Regions from separate parts of the Mus musculus genome. Here region 1 is linked to region 2. Evidence: chromatin contacts called from public HiChIP or PLAC-seq data. All regions are on one chromosome and are shown on one strand. The core of a region is the stretch at or near the end of the contact, and the rest is flanking DNA. Distances in the headings are between cores, read along the strand shown.

Region 1 (7,272 bases), core at 673-3,172, 310 kb before region 2:
TGAACTTCCTGACTGTCATGCCGGAGTGGAGAGTGGCCCAGTTTGCTCCTCCTCCTTCCTCTGATGTCTCTTGATGATGAGTTTCTCCCTTCATCTCTTTGCTTTATCCTTTCTTCTTCATACATCTTCATATCCTTCCTTATTGTGGCAACGGCTTTCACAGTGGGCAGGTCTTACCACAGAACAGAGCTGGTACCTATACACAGTGGATAATTAGGATGACTGAAAACTGTGTTAGCAAGCGGAGCAGACTCAGTGTAGCAGGCCCATGGGTCAACAGATCCTACATTCTGACAAAAGTTGATGGAAATTGTGTTGCCTCATGCACTTCAGTAATGGAGAAGGCATGGTTACGGCATGAGAAACAGCAGAGCTATCTAGGATGAAAATCTACGACACAGATTTTATTCAATGATGGCAAAGACTTTTCTCCCTCTTTTCATGGGAAAACTACTATAATTTCCAGGAAGTTCTACAGAATTCTTTTGGTGTGTGCATGCATGTATTTGTGTGTAAATCAGCATTAATGATATTTTAGAGTAATTCACTATTAACTTGCTAAATTTAAATAGTATATATTATTAGTTTTAGGGAGATGTATTAAAAAGACACAACTTAAATATTTCTATATGGCACAGAATAGCATTTCTGGATAAGCTTTTTCAGTTTTTGTTTTTCTAATACACTGTTCTCTAAATTCCTTACAAATATTAGCAGTAATACAGGAAACCTAACCAAGATGTTGGAGTTCTGATAGGCTGGCTCAAGGTCTGGCTCATAGCTTTTGTTCTCAGTTTTCTTTTCTTTAAGCTTTTAAGTTAAAATTTGGTAAATATGCAAAATAATAGGTTTCATTTTCACACACACACACACACACACACACACACACACACACACACACACACGTAGTTGCATCTTGCTCCTATCCCCTCACATGCCACTTCCATTCACCCCCTTTCTTGGTCATCCCTTTGTTCTTCCCAAATAGTTCCTTCTTTGCATTCATGCCATATGTGTTATGCTTAAATATAGACTACATATATGAGCGAAAGTGAGGCATTTTATCTTTCTCCATTAGCCATCCCTTTGTTCTCCTCCTTCCTCCCTTTAGCCATTTTCCTCCCATTTTGTAGTGACCTTTCTACTTTCATCTCTCTTTCCTTCTCTCTCTCCCTCCCTCCCCCCCCACCCCCCACACCCACACACATACACAAAGCAAACTAGATTCTGCACATGTGCACATGTGAGAATGGACCCCCTTCATCTTTCTGCGTCTGGTATATTTCTGTTACACAATGATCTCCAGTTGTGTAAATGCTACAGTTTCATTTTGGTTCTTTACAATTCAATAAAATTGCACTGCACATATATATCCACCAGTCAGCATCAGTGCGGGTTCCTGATCTTGCCTATTGTGAATAGTCTTGCAATAAACATGAAGATGCAAGTGTCCCAGTGGAAGATTCCTTTGAATATATACCAGGAGTGGTACAGCCAGATCATAAGGTAGCTAGCTCTGTTTGTAGCCATGTGGAAGAGCCATACTGATGTCCACAGTGGCTGTACCAGTTGACATTCCCCATCAATGTCAGTGTCAGGTGTTAAAGCTCTACATTCCTAACAACCACAATAGCAATAATAATATTAACTCAGATGATTGTTGAGCCCTTGTTTTCAGTTTACTAATTGCTAGAGTAGAAATGTAGGTGGTAAAGCTACCATTCCTTTTTATCTTGCCAGTTGAGTAGTGATCTCTCCCAAGCAGGTGGAGACTTCCTTATGGAGGGCACACATTTCTCTGGGAGCCCAGGAACCAAGTCACTTGGGTCCAAAAGAATGCTGAGAGAACAGCTTGTTCATCTCTCCAGGCACCGTGGGAAGTTTCTGCTCACCCCCAGTCTTCCTGTCTTCTAACTGCCACCCTGCTTCCTGCCTGCGTGTGAGGCAGATCTGGTGACAGCCGTCTGTGATTCCCACCCCTGTGTTGGTCCCCCAGAAACCCATAAAGAATGGAACTGAACATCTTTTTATCCTGGCTTAAACCCCACATAATTCTGATTAAAGAAAGTGAGGGTCCAGATCTTGCCTGTTGGGTGGGGGTGGCTCTGTTCTGAAGCAGAAGGATTTGTGGATCTTTTTATCAGTTGCTTGCCTCCTGCCGGTCTAATGCAGAAGACCTCTTGAAGCAAATACAAAGTTCCAGGTGCCATCATAGCCATGACAAATTGTGTCTCGGGGATCTGCTAGCAGTCGGTTGAAGAAATCGGTAATCTCTTGGGCCTTAGTTTTATAACCTGTAGAGTCAGCAGAGGCACGGATGGTGTGTATAGCTTTAAATTAAGTAATCCTGCCACGGAGAAAGTAGAATTCAGAGTATTTATGGAATCTAAACTTAAGATGCCAAAAGGAGGCAGACACCAGGTTATGAGTCGCAGGGTTATTTTTTTCCGGCTTGGCTTTGCCAGTACACACCTTGTTAGGATCATAGAATGGCAAGCTACACTGTCCCCTTACTGTTCCTTTCAATCCTCAGGCTGTGGCTGTGTTGATTAGTGACAGCGGTTGCTACCCTGTGAGTCCCCTCACCCCCAACTCCCCCATCCATCAGAAGAAAATCCATCATACTTTTGACAATGTTTTCCTCTCCAAGAAAATGATCTTTAAGAGAATGGCATGTAATATAGACTTTATTCTTCTTAAGGTATCAGAGAAACGGTATCTGAAATAAAATCAATACATGATGCAGTGGTTTATTTACATTTAAAATATTGAATCGTGGCAAAGCATTTTATCAAAGGCTTTGGGACCAAATACATGTTCCAGACTTACGAAAGTAGGGCAGTATACAGCAGAGAAGCTGCTGTGTATAGTGGATGATACTGAATGTGTCCACTTAATCCACATATCCCAACTACAGTAAGGAAAGGCAGACTTAGGAGAGCTTAAGATGTACAGATAGTGATTTGGGGTGTGTGTGTGTGTGTGTGTGTGTGTGTGTGTTATACACATTTTTATAAGTTTTTGTATACATAAACACACGTGCATAACTATATATGTGTATATGTATGTATGTTTGTGTGTACTTTTTTTTTATTACGTATTTTCCTCAATTACATTTCCAATGCTATCCCAAAAGTCCTCCACACCCCACCCCCCACTCCCCTACCCACCTATTCCCATTTTTTGGCCCTGGCGTTCCCCTTGTGTGTACTTTTAAAAAGACCTTCTCATAATCTCAAATGATGGTTACCAGGCAACTCAGGGGCAAAGGCACAGTCTTACCCTTCTACACTCTCCAGGATAAAAGTGAGCCAATGGAACAGAACTGAACTGAACGGAATAGAATCCCAAAGCATGGGGTAACACATTCATACTTAGATCACATCTCTCTACTGGTCTCAGGTCTCAGGTCTCAGTCTCACCATCTCCATCTCCCATGATTGTACGGAGTGAACTTCATCTGTGCTTTTGTTTTATATTGTTTTTCTGGGCAGGAATAAATTATGTTGTGTCTTTGTAGAGGTTTGCTTTTTAGTTTTAAATTATCTGCAGCAGTTGATAACAGTGTGAAATTGGTCTTTGAAACTTGAAATAGTAGGCTATAAAACCTCATGCATACTGAGTCTTTTTGTGAGTGTTACTTTGCATATTTATTTCCGCACATCCACTTGTGAGAGTGTACACACATACACACAACCAGGCTACACAGAGAAATCCACACAAAACAACAAAACAAAAAAAAACCCAGCCCCCTAAATTAACATTTTACTGTAGAATTGTATGTTAATCTTAGTTTGCTTAATAATGATTAAGCACATAGTTATTTCTATCTTTATTTGCATTTCCCATTTTCTTTAAAGTAGTGCTGTTCATACATGGCAGCTCTTGGATTTATTTACTGATTCTAGGACATGTTTTTGTTTTGTGTTTACATTTCAATCAGATTTCCCCCTGGTGTTGGGGATTGAGTGAGGGCCTAGCACGTGGTGGGCGAGCACTGATCCACTGAGTTATATCCCAGGCATTTTCTTATTTTGGATGTTGAAACAGGGGCTTGGTAAATACAAACTATGTTTCCCATTCTGACCTTGAATCTGAACTCCTGCCATTAATCTCTTGATCCTTTCAGCCTCCAGAGAAACTGGTTCTAAAGGCATGTGCCACAAGGCCAGGTTTCAGAGTATATGCTGTTTCATTTTGGATTTTTGAGACAGGGTTTCTCTGTGTAGCCTTGGCTATCCTGAACTCATTCTGTGGACCAGGCTGCCCTCAAACTCACATAGATCTGCCTCTACCTACTACTGAATGGTAGGATTAAAGCACCCGTCTTATGTATGCTGGTTTTATTGTTGTTATTTGTTTTGTTTGTTTTCCTTCCTTCCTTCCTTCCTTCCTTCCTTCCTTCCTTCCTTCCTTCCTTCCTTCCTTCCTTCCTTCCTTCCCTCCCTCCCTCCCTCCCTCCCTCCCTCCCTCCCTCCTTCCCCCCTCCCCCCTCCCTCCCTCCCTATGTACATATGCATATTCATATGAAGGTCAAAGGACCACTTGAAAGTCAATTCTCTCCTTCTACCTTATGGGTCTAAGAATTCAAACTCAGCTTGCTAGGCTTGGCCAGAAGCTCTTCTGTCTGCTAAGCCGTCTAGCCAGTCCCCTTCAGTATGGTTTTAATCTTTTGTGTTCTACCAACTTCCTAATGTGTTCCTGAGCCTCTGTTCTGATGTAAAGTGGTCTGAATGTGTCTCATAAAAACTCATGTGTGGGAAATTTGGTCTCCAGTGCGGCAGTGTTAAGAGACAGGATCTTCTCTTAGTGATTGGTTCCTGAGGGCTCTCCTTCATGAATGGATTAGATCCTTTGCAGATGACTGAAAGATAACCATGGGAGTGGGCCTGTTATGGAAATAAGCTCTGTCGGTCTTGTGGCTCCATCTCACAATGCTGTCCATCCTGTCATGATGTGGAACAGTGACTCGTGACATGTGCTCCTGGACTCCCCATCCTGTAGACTCAGGAGTCAGTAAGTTACTGTTGATCACACACATCACACATCAGTCATGCGTATTTGTTTTAGCCACAGAAAAAAAACTAACACAAGTGGGATGGCATCCCTAGGTCAATCTGAAATCCACTGGCTTGTAATGTAGCCCACCGGTACTTTGTATTCCAATCCTTTCTTTCTGTTAGGATAGGCAACTCAGCAGCTTTAGTGTCTGCATGCCAGTTCCTGCCTATCTGCCATTACCTGCCTGCAGCTCCTAGTCCTTTCTAAGCTCAGTGTTGGGTTTTACTGCCCCACTCCTCCTTGCCTTCAAAAGGAACATTCTTTCTGTTATCATTCCACACTGAGCTTAAATGGAGAGCCATTCCTTAGTTTCTTGAAGGAAGATTTCTAAATTTGAGGCCGTAGTATTTATGTAACACTTAAAGGTATGGGGCAGCAGTAGGGAATTGCAGAGCAGAGGTCAGGAAATAGGACTCTCTTTGGATTCCAGAGGTCTAGATTTTATCTACAAGATTTGATTTTAGGTCATGCTCCCAGGCTGTGCCTGATGCCTGTAGACACAGAGGTCAGGCTTCCTGCCACCATGAGACCCTGGAAGTAAATCCAGGCTCCTAAAAGTCCATTCATCGAGACATATTTATAAGTTAGGTAGAGCAGAGCCTCAGCCAAACATGTACATGCTAGACACGGCCCATCTGTTTTTATTTTGGAGCGTATGCACTGAAGGCAAGTACATAGGCTTTCCATGATCCATGAGCAGCGTGAAACCGTGTAGAGAATTTCATGGTGAATCTCTTCTGCTGGGCAACAGAGCAATGCTTTTCATCAGGTTATTAAGAGGATCTAACTTCTCCCTAAATGACAAAGAAGCCAGTAGTCCAGTTCCAGGTTGCTGCTGCTTGTCTGGATTTAGCCAGTAGAGTATCAGAGGTTTTGTCAGTGTAGATCAGTGGTTCTCAACCTTCCTAATGCTGTAACTCCTTTTTTTTCTTTCCTTTCCTTTTTAACTAAGACAATTTAGTTAAAAGTATACAACTCAGTATTGACTTTTTTTTAAGTCATCAGAATAATTTATAATAGTTAAATGCCTCTTAAATATACATGATATTTTCTGAAGCTAAAAGTAATATGCATTCAACCAGTTTTTAAAATCTATTTGGAATATTAAACATGCTAGGAGTAGAAGAAAATCTCTTATAAAGTCCTCTATGAAAGGATATTGTGACAAGTTCCCGATTAGACAGAAACCGTTCCATCTCCATTGGAGAATATGCACCCTAACTGTGGTTTCATAGAATGAATTGAGTAGTGTTCCTTCTGTTTCTATTTTGTGGCATAGCTACAAAAGAGTATTGGTATTAGGTTTTCTTTGAAGGTCTGATAGAATTCTGCACTAAACCCATCTTGTCCTGGACTTTCTTTGGTTGGGAGACTTTTAATGACTGCTTCTATTTCTTTAGGGGTTATGCGACTTGTTTAGATGGTTTATCTCATTCTGATTTAACTTTGGTACCTGGTATCTCTATAGAAAATTGTCCATTTCATCCAGATTTTCCAGTTTTGTTGAGTATAGGCTTTTGTAGTAGGATCTGATTATTTTTTGAATTTCCTCAGTTTCTGATGTTATGTCTCCCTTATTTCTGATTTTGTTAATTTGAATACTGTCTCTGTGCCTTCTGGTTAGTCTGGCTATGGGTCTATCTATCTTGTTGATTTTCTCAAAGAACCAGCTCCTGGTTTTGTTGATTCTTTGTATAGTTCTTTTTTGTTTCTACTTGGTTGATTTCAGCCCCGAGTTTGATTATTTCCTGCCATGTACTCCTCCTGGGTGAATTTGCTTCCTTCTTTCTAGAGCTTTCAGGTGCCCCGTCAAGCTGGTAGTGTATGTTCTCTCCAGTTTCTTTTTGGAGGCACTCAGAGCTTTGAGTTTTCCTCTTAGCACTGCTTTCATTGTGTCCCTTAAGTTTGAGTATGTTGTGCCTTTATTTTCATTAAATTCTAAAGTCTTTAATTTCTTTCTTTCTTTCTTGACCAATTTATCATTGAGTAGGGTGTTGTTCAGCTTCCATGTGTATGTAGGCTTTCTGCTTTTTTTTATTTTTTTTGTTGCTATTGAAGACCAGCCTTAGTCTGTGGTGATCTGATAGGATGCATGGGATTATTTCAGTCTTCTTGTATCTGTTGAGGACTTTTTTGTGACCAATTATATGGTCAGTTTTGGAGAAGGTACCATGAAGTGCTGAGAAGAAGGTATATTCTTTTGTTTTAGAA
Region 2 (6,687 bases), core at 658-3,157:
GTGTGTGTGTGTGTGTATCCATATCCAGCTTTATAGCTCCTGGAGATTTGAACTCAGGTCTTCATGCTTCTATAGCAATAATTCTTCATTTTTAATCACTGAGGCATCTTTCCTATCCCAAATTTACTTATATCTTTAAGAGAAACTCTGTGCACACATATTTGTTGAGAAACAAATGTCCCAGCACTGGGACATAATTAAAGTATCTATCTGTCTGCCTAGTGTGTGTGTGCATGTGTTGCATGTTTCTCGGCTGTGTCTGTGTATGTGCAAGTGAGTTCAGGTGCTCACAGAGTCCGGCAGTGTCTGATTTCCCTTGGAGCTGGACTTAACTTGACTTAACTGATGCGGATGCTAGAAATCAAACTCGGGTCTTCTGGAAATGGGGCTTATGCTCTTAACCACTGAGCTATCTCTTTCAGCCCTACTTAAGCAATTGAATTCTAATTCCCAACTTTGCTTACCAAATTAGATAGTCATACAAACATGATTATGTAAGATAAAAGAGTGTGGTGTAAACATTATGTAAGTATGATAGCATAAATAAATACACACAGGTACGGCTGAGCACACTGTTCCAATTCTAGATGATGATTTAGAGATATTATGATTAACTTCATATTTATCCTAAGGTTATTCACCTGAGGAAAAAGCACATTATTCTTGGCATACACAAAGAGCCCACATTTGGTTCTATAATTCATTCAGTGACTTAAACTTTTATAATTTATTCACTAAACCTAAGAAGCAATGTAGTGTTACATAATGAGTGAATTTAGTGTTGTGAGTAAAATCAATGCTCGAAGGATCCGTCATTATTCAAAATGAGCTGCGGGGCTGTGCTGTGGATTTGGTGAGCCTTTTTTTCCTTCTGCCTGCCTGTTGTCTTTTAGTCTCCTTCAAGTATCCTTCTTACCCTAACCCTCTTTGATGTAAGGAGGAGAGCACTTTCAGGGAAGGAGTCTTCAGGGTGTTTATATATTGCGTTCAGTGTGAGAATTCTGTTCAGCATAACAACAACATGGATTATTTAAGCCATTTCTCGATTTCTGCCCAGGCCTGAAACCAGCCTCAGTGCCTTTTATCAACCTTGTTGATCTCTGTGTGTTTTCTTCTGTGGATTGCACCGGGCAGGATCTTAGTTTTTCAATACATTCCTGTGGGTACAAGTGTATTGGCTGCAAGAAGTTTCCTTAATTTACCCAGTTTAATAAAAATGATTTGTGCTTTTGCTCATAGTCTGGCACCTTTCAGAGAACAGAAATGACCGGTGCCATGTGGTGTTCTCTGTACCAGACTGCTGAGCCGTTCTCTCCATGCCGCTTAGGGAAGCAGTGTTGGGAACACATGCAGGATGAGGTGCACCAGTCCCTGCTCTTCTTTCAACTGCATTTGCACAATCTCACAAGCGAACTTGCCAAGTTCAGTTTATGTCCTGGTCACCTCAGAAGGAACATTTGGAGTAAGAGTGCATGTCCAAAGTCTCCTGAGAGATTTTCTTCTGCTCTAAAGACACATCCCAGCCCATTACCCATGCAGCCCATGGTGAACAGAGTTCTTTGTACTTTATGGATGATGTGGAGTTGAAATCTTCCACAAAACAGCAGCTGCATGGAACTTGCACCAGGCATCACAGCTGTTTCTTCTGACAGGGCAGGACATGTTCTGTGCATGCTGGGGAATGACATCTCTGTCCTGGTCTAGACAGCACCTCCTTTCTTCTTTCTTCTTCCCAGACGCTCTTGAACCAAGTGTGACTACCAAGAGGAATCCAGGGAAACCTAAGATGTTGTGTGTGAAGCTCTTCCTGCAAACGACACACACACACACACACACACACACCCTGAGCAGATCAAGGTTGGCAGAGAGTTAAGCATGTGAGCAGGCACATCATTGTGAAAGGAACAGCTACAGGAAGGGACCTTTGGCAGCTCCATCTGTTTGGCAAGACTGGGACATGACCTGAGCTTACACTAAATTACCTCACGGCAAATTATTTTTTCACCAGGCACTGTAAATGTTTTGATGACTCCACCCCACTGGGTGCTGTGCAGAGGACAGATGATACATCAAAGACCTGCTAATTAATCTCCAGGTGTGGTTGGCTCTCTGCTTTTAGGAAAGAGTTAAACCCTCAGATCCTCCTCAGCCTCTCCGGTCAGTTTCTTTTATTTCAAGCTGGTGGAAGACTTACATAGAGTTTTTTTTTTTGTTTGTTTGTTTTTTTTTTTTTTTTTTTAAGCTAGAGTCAATTGACTCTGACACTGTTTCTCTGGTGTTTGTATTTGTGGGTGTGCTTGTGTGGGCATGGCTCTGTGACAGGTGGCCAGGATAAAGGTTTATTTTCTTTTAAAATGTAAACTGCAGAGGTGGAGGCAGGCAGATCATTAGAGCTCACTGACCTGCCAGCCTAGCTGAGTGGTGAGCTCCAGGTTCACTTGAGAGACCTTGTCTCAAAACAAGACAAAACAAAAATGTGGAGATTGGATGAGGATGGCATGACACCCTATATTGACATGTAGCTTTTACATGTGTATGCATCAGAGTACCCATGGAAACATACATACTTACATACATACACACATACACACACACACACACACACACACACACACACACACACACAGATAAACTCTATGTTAACTTCTTTTAGGTTTATATACGTCCAAACAAACAACCTTTTGGTGATTCATTAAGACTCTGTTATTTATCTTTTCTTTGTGGCTATTTTGGCAGTGAATCACCCACTGAAGTCTCATGCAGAGTTTGGTGTTCTACGGTCTGCTGGATTCCATACTGATCCCATTTTAAACTTCTGTCTGTGTCTGTCCTCTACGTTTATGTTAAATGTGAAGAGAAGACATTTTAATGGCAGCAAGATGTTATGGTTTGAATATGGAACACTTCTCTTCTCCGCCACACATGTGTTAAAGGTTAGGTCCTTAGAAGATGACACTGTTTGGAAAAGATCTGGAGACTTTAGGAGGTGGGGTCTGGCTTGAGGAAGAAGGTCACCTGGAAAAGAGTCTTTGAAGGTATCTTATGCTTTCCTATCTCCATCTCTCTATTTTCTATAAGTATTGAGAATGAAAAGGGTTCTGTGTTACGCATTCCCACTGCTGCAGTGTTCTTGCCAAGTGTGTGGGACTAAGCAGGTACGGACAGAGTCCTCTGAAACCTGGAGTCAAAATAAACATTTCTTCCTAGTTGTTTGTGTCAGATGTTTGCTTTTTCAGTGACAAGAAACGTATACAGACCTTAGTTGGAATCTCTTTCACCTCCATGACTGTAAAGCCATAGAGCTGAGACTGAGAGATGTTGCCAAAGTGCTTGTCACAAAAGCATGAGGTTGTGAGTTCCCAGCCTCCCAGAGCCCATCTTTAAAAAGGCCAAACAAAGCAATACATGTTTATAATGTTGGCGCTGGGGAGGCAGAGCACCACTTAGACTCGTTGGCTCTCCAGTAGAATTGAATACATGAGCTCCAGGTTCAGTGAGAGATTCAGTCTCAAAAAACAAGTGGAGAACAATAGAGAAAGACACCTAGAGCTATGATCTCTATACATATTTGTACACACAAAACCTATCCATAGTCACATGTACATTTATGCACATACAAACCATTAAAGATCCCCTCCCCCCAAGGGAGGTTTTATTCCTGCAACAACTAACTCTCTGAAGGGTTTCCCTATCCCAGAACTGTGGATGTTTGGGGGAATCATTGTATATTGGGAGTGGAGTCCTGTGTCCTGTAGACCCTTTCATATCAGCCTGGCCTCAGACTGTGAGATACTAACTTCCAGGTGTGGCATCCAGAAACATTCTTGGATCGATTCAGCTAATGGACAAGGGAGCAAAGACCTGTGAAAATGAACGAAGGAGCCGTTGTCCTTGTTAGTTTAATACCTTCATGCTTTCCAGGGAAGTGAATCCAGAGGCTTTGGAATCTGCCAGGCAAATTCCAACCCATCTACCAATTCTCTGTTCATTACTGATGGGAATTTGAATTTACTTTAGCGTTAGACATCAATCAGAGTCACTGAGAACAAGTATTGACTTTGATGTCATTGTGAATAAAGGCTTCCCAGCTGTTTATATAGCAGGCAGGACTGCCTGTGAAGGAGATACCAGTGGAGGGTTATTTTCACAGTTCTGCTGTTTCAGTGGGAAGACAAGATTTAAACGTGACTCCTTATAAGATTTAAATAGCTGAACCCATGACTGGAGTGAGAAAACACTACACTGTAATTTAGCCATTTTTGTGAATGAAAGGTCAGTTCCATGACTGAAACCCAAGTTGCACTGAGTTCATTGTCTCCGATAGTGCTCAGAACTGTCCAGATTATCGCCTGCATTCAAATCGGTTTGAAGCCCATCTCCTCTGCTCTGACTCTTCCCCCATGTTTCCCTGGGCCTCTGGTGTGGGATGTTTGTGGTGGCAGACAAGTAGAATCCTGTCACAACTGAGACTTCACGTGAAAGGCCTACTTGTCTCTATTTCAAAATTTCCTTTTTGCACTCTCTTCTCTCCTCACGTGAGCTTGCACACTTGCCAAACGTGTTCTGGCTGCTGCTTTCTGTCTCTTTCGGATTTTCCGTTCTTCCTGCCCTTGTTGCTTCTTGCCTCTCTGGCCATAGAAACTGTCAGGTACCTGGGTAACGCATCTTTCCAGTTTGAAACTGGGCTCTGTTACACCTGGGGCACTCTCTCTTTAACTATCTCTGCCTGAATCTGTCTTCCTGTTTCTTTTTCTCACTCTGTTTCTGTGTGTCTCTCTCTCTGTCTCTTTCTCTCTATGTCTCTGCCTCTCTGCCTCTCTCCCTCCCCTGCCCCCTCCCTGCCTCCCCCTCTCCCTGACTCCCCCTCTTTCTGCCTCCTCTCTCCCCCTCCCTCCTTCCCTCCCTCCCTCTCTCTCTCCCTCCCTCCCTCCTTCCCTCTCTCCCTCCCTCCCCTCCCCTCTCAAGCTTAGTGATCTTCACAGCAAATGAAGGTGAACGGTAGCCACATTGTTACTATACAGCCAACTCTAAGGAGCAGATTGGGCTGAGCTTTGAACAGCTGGGGCTGGGGGTGAGTCCCCCACTCTTCTAGGAGGAGTCCCAGAACTGTCAAGTCATCAAACTTGAAGGGGAAAGGGAAGGAGAAAGGCTGTGGGGTTAGTGGTTCCTCCTACAGGTATGTTTGGTTTTGCAATCTACTTTTTTTGTTTCCAAATGTTCGCTGGTTTGTGGATCTGACAGAGACTAGATTAATTGATTTCAAGAACTGCTGTGTCTGCTATAGACCGAACCACTCAGAGGCTGAACTGTGATTTTATTGTTCATTTGCAAGCACTAAAATGTTATCAGATAAGTGTTTTTGTTAAAATGTGTGGTGCTTTCTCACCCATTGCAACTGCTGGTTATTTAAAGGAGAATTTTGATACACAAATGAATCTAAATTCAACAACAGTCTGTTAGAACTCTTATGGGCTTTTGGTGGGTACAATAAATGAGAAATACATGGGCTAGGGAAGGTAACATAGAGTGGGTGCCCCAGGGAGCACAAGCCACCCTTGAAATGTGTTGTATTTGCCCATTCAGTAGGTATGGTACATGTGTGCATGTGCACTTGTGTTCTCATGTGTGCACATGTGTCCTTCAATAACTTGCTCTAAGTTAAGTTTTTTATATAAAAGTTGCTTTACTGTTTTGATCTCACACTTGCTGCAGCTTTCCATTTTCATTGTAGGCCGAGGTTGGGTGACAGCCACTCCACACCCGTCCTGGATGGACAGGGCAAGGGTTTTTTTCATGATACTTTTTCACATTGTTTTCCAAGATGAGTTCCCCCAGGAGAAGAATAAAGGGTTTTCCATTGGGAAGAGTCAGATTTGAGCTTAGCTTTGCTGTCCACCGTGTCTATTTTGAGAATTTGCTTACTGTTCAGATTCAGTTCCTTCCTGTGCAATTGGAATGTACTTGTTTACTTCATGCCATTTTTGGAAGGAGTACTATTAAGTAAAATAAAACATTGAATGTTCCTAAAATAGCAATGTACCCCTAGACATCTCTGTGCATATACACACTTCATTTTAATTTCTGTGTTTCATAGATGAATTGATGCCAATCTTTTCTTTTTTCTTTTTGTTGTGCTATGTATTAAACCCAGGACTCAATGCAACAAGGCAGGTGGCACTCTACTGCTGAGCCATACCTTAGATCCACTGGTAGATTCTAGCTAGGCTCTACCTCTGAGCCATAACCCCAGCACCTCAGATAGTAGGCAGGCACTCTGTAGTTGAGCCACCCTCCTAAATCCCAACTAATGGATTCAGACAGGCAGGTCCTTTACTGCTGAGCCATGCCCTCAGCCCCTCCCTGGCAGATCCTAGGCAAACACTATACCACTGCACTATGCACATAATTCCTCAATAGTGTACTCTGGACAAACTACCATTGATCCCTATGCCTAGTCTGATGCCACCCTTTTACTGGCCTACTGATGGGGTTACAAGCATTTTTGAACATACCTATTGCCCAAGACAGTGTCTTGACTCTAGGGCATGTCCTCCACATTTCTGTTTTGGTCTAGCAATATGGTGTTCTTTCGGAAATTATGAAACAGATGTCATAGAGAAAGGTGGGGAGAGAACTAAAAATCTTATAGTTTAGTTCATATTAAGTATGCTCCTTTAAAAAAGCAAA

What was found. HiChIP or PLAC-seq counts read pairs in DNA pulled down with a chosen protein or histone mark.
Region 1: an H3K27ac HiChIP or PLAC-seq map of T-cell acute lymphoblastic leukemia shows a contact between it and region 2, with 2.4 times the contacts expected there. The contact joins two enhancer-like sites. A contact is called at or near these places in 1 of 484 Hi-C or Micro-C datasets (pancreatic cancer cells) and 2 of 115 datasets of contacts at active chromatin or transcription factors (T-cell acute lymphoblastic leukemia and double positive thymocytes).

What each region holds. Positions count from the first base shown.
Region 1 is chr13:28,828,166-28,835,437 of GRCm38.p6, reverse strand. All of the region lies in intron 2 of 2610307P16Rik (RIKEN cDNA 2610307P16 gene), which reads left to right. Among named protein-coding and RNA genes, the nearest start is that of 2610307P16Rik, 54 kb to the left of the region's middle. Within about 2 kb of position 1,922, at least 55 of the 459 cell types and tissues checked have an H3K27ac peak or open chromatin away from gene starts, as enhancers often do. A contact at or near this core is called in T-cell acute lymphoblastic leukemia and double positive thymocytes, where this site is marked.
Region 2 is chr13:28,515,236-28,521,922 of GRCm38.p6, reverse strand. All of the region lies in intron 7 of 2610307P16Rik (RIKEN cDNA 2610307P16 gene), which reads left to right. Among named protein-coding and RNA genes, the nearest start is that of Gm40841, 97 kb to the right of the region's middle. Within about 2 kb of position 1,907, at least 29 of the 459 cell types and tissues checked have an H3K27ac peak or open chromatin away from gene starts, as enhancers often do. A contact at or near this core is called in T-cell acute lymphoblastic leukemia and double positive thymocytes, where this site is marked.